2 separate regions of the Oryctolagus cuniculus genome follow, and region 1 is linked to region 2. A link is a contact called in public Hi-C data. All regions are on one chromosome and are shown on one strand. Each heading gives the region's core, a stretch centred on a gene start, on an enhancer-like site or on the middle of the called end of the contact. The rest is flanking DNA. Distances are from core to core; before and after follow the strand shown.

Evidence for each region. Hi-C and Micro-C count contacts between places; a contact is called where the count stands out from the background.
Region 1: a Hi-C map of an unstated tissue shows a contact between it and region 2, with 3 times the contacts expected there. The contact joins two enhancer-like sites. A contact is called at or near these places in 2 of 6 Hi-C or Micro-C datasets (skin fibroblasts and an unstated tissue).

The regions. Positions count from the first base shown.
Region 1 is chr3:3,297,257-3,299,956 of mOryCun1.1, reverse strand. No RefSeq gene overlaps it. Among named protein-coding and RNA genes, the nearest start is that of ACKR3, 200 kb to the left of the region's middle. Within about 2 kb of position 1,441, at least 2 of the 8 cell types and tissues checked have an H3K27ac peak or open chromatin away from gene starts, as enhancers often do.
Region 2 is chr3:3,193,980-3,196,679 of mOryCun1.1, reverse strand. No RefSeq gene overlaps it. Among named protein-coding and RNA genes, the nearest start is that of COPS8, 110 kb to the right of the region's middle. Within about 2 kb of position 1,264, at least 2 of the 8 cell types and tissues checked have an H3K27ac peak or open chromatin away from gene starts, as enhancers often do.

The DNA of each region.
Region 1 (2,700 bases), core at 192-2,691, 100 kb before region 2:
GGAGCGCCTTTGTTATCCCCAATCAGCCATGCGCCTGTGTTGATGCTAACGAGGTGGGGCCTTGCTTTCTTGGGACAAAAGGGTGGGGACTGATGGCCTCTCTGCCTGACCTCTGGGGAGCAGAGGTGAGCTGCAGACTGGAGACGGAGTTGTAGTATGTGGCCGTCCATTCACTAAAGCCCCAAGTAAGAGCTCTGGACACAGGACCCAAGAACACTGCCTGGCTGGTGACCATGTCCGCATGCTAAGAGTGTGGGGGTCTGGGGGCCACAGGGAGGAGCCGAGGCAGCTCTGTCACCCGCCCCAACCCAGTACCTCGCCCTTGTCTCCTCCCCTGACTGGTAACTTCAGAATACAGCTGCAGAGGCCGGCATTGCGCGCCGTGGGTGACACCACGGCTGGAAGCTGGCATTCCGTATCAGAGTAAGCACAGGTTCAAGTCCTGGTTACTCGGGCTCCTGACCCACATCAAGTGGCATGTGGACCTGGCTCAGCCCTGGCTGTGGAGGGCCTCTAGCAAGTGAACCAATGGGTGGAAGATCTCTCTCTCTCTGTCCGCTCTGCCTCTCAAGTAGATGAAATAAAATAAATATTAAGAGAACAACTGTAGGAGCCAGCGTAATGGCGTAACAGATTAAGCTGCCTGTGACTCTAGCATCCCATATGGGCACCAGTTCGAGTCCCAGCTGCTCCTCTTCTGATCCTGCTCTCTGCTGTGGCCAGGGAGGGCAGTGGAGGATGGCCCAAGTCCTTGGGCCCCTGCACCCACGTGGGAGACCTGGAATTAGCTCCTGGCTCCTGGCTTCAGACTGGCCCAGCTCCCGCCGTGGCAGCCATTTGAGAAGTGAACCAGCCAATGGACGATCTCGCTCTCTGTATCTCCTCCTCTTCCTCTATAATCTGCCCTTCAAATAAATAAACAAATCTTACAAGATGCTGTGATTGTAAGCACGGCACTTTCTCAAGCCCCGAATTATTCTAGAGAATTAGCAAACCTGAGGCGGGGCCGTGCGAACCGTCTTCCTCCCTCTTCTGTCCCCACGGCCAGGCACTTGGTCAAGAGCAGAAGTTGGTTTGGGCCATGGTTCTGGAGGCCGGAGAGTCCGCGAGCAGGGCCTGGTGCTGCATCTGACACGGCTGTGACACGGGGAGAGCATCCGTGAGCTCGCACGCCCCTCCTCTTGGAGAGGGGGCGCTGCCCTGGGGCTCGGACCGCATCCAGTCCCCACCCCTCCAAACGCAAGGGCCTTCAAAAAGTTCATGGCAAACCGTGTCGAGAGAGAAGCTTGCTCTGGGCCAGCCAGGTGCGAATTCCCCGCATAACTCTCTCGGAGTGTGCCTTTTCCAGAAATATCTTCAAACTGTTAACGTCTGGTTTGGGGGGAGTAAACGTCTAACACGTGAGTGTTGGAGACCACAGGGAAAGGTTTCAGGCAATGGAGAATCCGAGATTGTCAGCCAGAGTAGACGTGGGGGTCGTGGGGACCCCTGTGGCAGATGGTCCCTAAGGAAGGAACCATGGGGACCTCACCCTCTAGTTTGTGGGTTCTGGTCCTGACTCAGGATGGAAGCCCTCGGCCCCGGTGGGTGGGCCCTGTGCTGATGTGGGGGAGCTGGTGTCGGGCCTGGCTTGGAGGCCCCGCGGTCCAGTTGGTGTCAGAGGACGGGCTTGGGAAGTGCAGACATTTTTAATTCCCTGGAATGCTAATAAAAATGCAGATCCCAGATGTTGTGGATCAGATAATCCAGCGTCTTTCTCCAGGGAGCACCTTAGCGATGCTTACGTGTGCGGAAATCTGGGAACCACGCTTGTAAAAGTCAAACCAGGACAAGCAACGGAGCGTGAATCACTCGGACCTTGTCACAAACACGCCGTGCGCGGCCTGTGTCTCCCGGAGCTCCCTGGAATGCGTTCTTGGCCGGGGCCGGGGCCTGGGCGAGCTGGCTACCCAGCATCGCACGCTGCTTTTTCCACTGCGTGTTATCTCAGAAATATTTCTCCTGTCATGATATCCTCTTTGAAAACGAGTAATCACTTTTGCAAACCAATGTGTTTCCTCCATCATTGTGTCTCATGGAGGGCCACTCATAACATTATCAGGTTGTCATTGTTATTAATTACACATTGTGACGAAAGTGCTTTCCTCCGAAACGCTTAGTCTTTGTTTTCATCACCTTAGGAGTCCCAGAACTGAGACGGCCTTGGTCTGTCCCCACAGATGCTCCAGAACCCGGGCTGAGTGCTCTCCGCTGGTTTCCTAAGAGACCACATTTCCATACCTTTTCTGGCCATAATGTTTATTTTTTTAAACTTTGTTAACTTGATAGGTCAAAATGGTATGCAATTATTTCAATTGTATTTATCCCAGCCCTAATGCTGCAGGAAATTTTCTCAAGTATTTGTTTATTAATTGCATTTCCGTTTCTGAGAGCTGGGTTCATGACCCCGGCTCTAGGGCCTGCAAGGGCTTCGGAAGAAAACATCAATGGAAAAACATCGGCATTTTGCTATGAAATTAAGCTTCTGCCTGCATATCGGCTGCAACTGATTTTTAATCCATTTTCTATGATATCGGGTTCCATGCACTGGAATTTAAAATGATTATCTGACCCAAATGTGGTGACTTTTTCCCTGCTAATTTATCCCGTTGCTTTGAAATTCAGCAGGCTCGTCCTCCCACAGGGATTTGATGCTTACTT
Region 2 (2,700 bases), core at 15-2,514:
CCCTCTCTGAAGGTGGCGGCCTCCGGGGGTGGCCTGTGCAGGAGCAGGGCTGCCAGCTGAGGGTCTGAGCCAGGAGCCGGGCCCCGGAAGGGACCCCCACAGCTGCGGGAGCTCCGGCCTGCCCGGGACTCCCTGTGCTCCTTCCTGGGCCAGAGCACGTGGCTGGGAGCAGCCCAGCCCAGGACAGGTGCTTGGCCTCGCACCCCGGGCTCTCCACCAGCAGGCAGGGCTGGAACGGGCCTCCCCTCGTGGGATCCGGACTTCGTCTGTTCTTAGCCAAACGGCCTTGTAAACAGGCAGGGCCAGGGCCCAGAAGGAAAACATGTCAGAACTTGGCGTGTGCCGGCCTGGCCTGCCGCACCCTGCGGGGAGCACAGGAGGTCAGACGGGGCTGGGCCAGAGCGTGTCCTCATGGTCAGAGCATGTGTCCTTGGTCCTGGGGCCGTGCACACTCGCAGCTGGGCGGGCCAGCGCGTGTGGACCGAACCCAGGGCCCTGGAGAAGGTGGACTCGGAGCCTGCTGGGTCCGGTGCATCCATGGTGACTCCGGGGTGCAGCTTAGGCCAAAGGGAAGCTGACCACTTCCGGGTCATCATTTCCCTCTTCCTGGGTGATCGCCCGCTGCAGGGTGGCTGAGCCCTGTGGCCCACGGCCACTCAGCTGCAGGCGGAGCTCCATCAGCAACTCAGTGTCTCCATCGCTTGGGTCAGCTCCATCTGCAGTCCCGAGACAGTTCCAGCTGTTTGCCTCTGCACTCCCTGGGATTCTACTCTCTCTGGGGGTCTTCACTGACATTGGACCTGTGCTTCCTCCTGCGGCTGCCCCCTCACCCTTCAACTCCTCCCCGCGCTCCTGACTCGCTGGCTTCCGTCCAGACGTCCTCGTCTGCCTACTCAGTCTCAGCCACCACCACTCAGGCTCCTGCTGCTGGAAGAACAGAAACGGACTCTGGCTAACTGAAGCGAAACAGAACAATATGGAGCATCTCGCAAGCTGGAAAGATGGCCAAGGGCCAAGCTGGTGGAGCAGGCTCTGGGGAGCAAGGACCAAGGGCAGCCCGCCCAGGGAGCAAGTCCCAGCTGATTTCCGGCCTTGAGCCTCTCCGCTTCACATTCGAATGCCCGAGGGAATCTGATTTATCTATGGCGAATCCTGATTCCACTCCTAGGACGTTGGATGTCTTTGGTGGTGCAAAGAGGAGATGGCAGGTCCCCAAAGGAAGCCCAAGGCAGGGGAGATGGATCCTCTGCAGGCAGAGGCACCCCCATCTGTGAGATACCTCTGGGGGTGGACATTTGGCCTAGGAGCTAAAACACCCCCTCCACATCAGAGGGCATGGGTTCGACACCCAGGTCCAGCTGCCTAATGCAGACCCAAGGGGGCAGCAGGTGATGCCTCAAATGACTGGGTTCCTGCCACCCACGCGGGAGACCTGGACTGGGTTCCCAGCTCTCAGCCTCAGCCTCATCGAGGGGCCATTGCTGGCGTTTGGAGAAAGAATGGGTTTGTGGAGCTCTGTCTGTCTCTGCATCTCCAAATAATTATTTTTAAAAAAAGCCCACCTCCAACAGGACACAGACTGGCAAGACAAAGTGCACCCCCAGCAGGCAAAGACACTTCTGCCCATAACCATGACCTCAGAGCCCTCTGTGGAATGTCACAGCTCGCAGCGATAGCCAACTTCCCCGGCGTCAGCCTCCCTAACCCTCATGGCAGAGGAACAAGGTGATGGATTGTGTTTATGGGAAGTGACCATGTGGTAATCTCGCAGCCACGCTCCAGCCATTGTTCCACAGGATGTGAGATAAGACCACACGCATCAGGAAGGGAGGGGCTCAGTGTGCAGTTAGAGCCGGGAGTGGGACCGAGGAGGGGCGGGGCTTCCAACTGGAATCCCACAGCTCAGCATCTCCCTCCAGGCCCAACCAGGCGCAGCCCAAGGCCAGCGCTGAGCTGGAGCCCAGCAGTGGGCAGCCCGGCTCAGGGAAGAGTGAGACGGGTAGTGGGTCCTGTCCTCCATCCCTGAGTGGCACTGCCCAGCCCCTGCCTTTAGACAGTCAGCGCATCTCCAGGGGTCTTCTTTGTTCATTTTCATACGGGAGCCAGTTTGAGTCTTGGCTGCTCCACTTCTGATCCAGCTCCCAGCTGATGGCCTGGGAAAGCAGCAGAGGATGGCCCCGGTGCTTGGGCCCCTGCACCCACGTGGGAAACCTGGAGGAAGCTCCTGGCTCCTGGCTTCCACGTGGCCCAGCCCCAGTCATGGTGGCCATTTGGGGAGTGAACCAGTGGATGGAAGACCTCTCTGTCTCTCTCTGTAATGCTGACTTTCAAATAAATAAATAAATCATTTTTTGAAAAGCAAAATGAAACGAGGCTGGTTAAGGCTCCGAGGTTAAGGGACTGCCCTGCCTTGACCTTCTCCAAAGGTCAAGGATGTGTACACGTCTGGATGTGTACACGGCTGTGCTCCTGAGCACCTGTCCCAGTGCACGCTGTGTGTGTGTGCAAGTGAGTATGTGAATGTGTGTGCATGTGTGTGAGTGTGTGTGAGTTGTGTGAGTACGTGAGTGTGTGAGTGTGTGTGTGCATGAGTGTATGAGTGTGAGTGTGCATGTATGAGTGTGTGAGTGTGAGAGTGAGTGTGTGTGTGTGTCTCCCCCATGGCACTGGGCTGTCTCCTGGGTGACAGGCATCCTCACT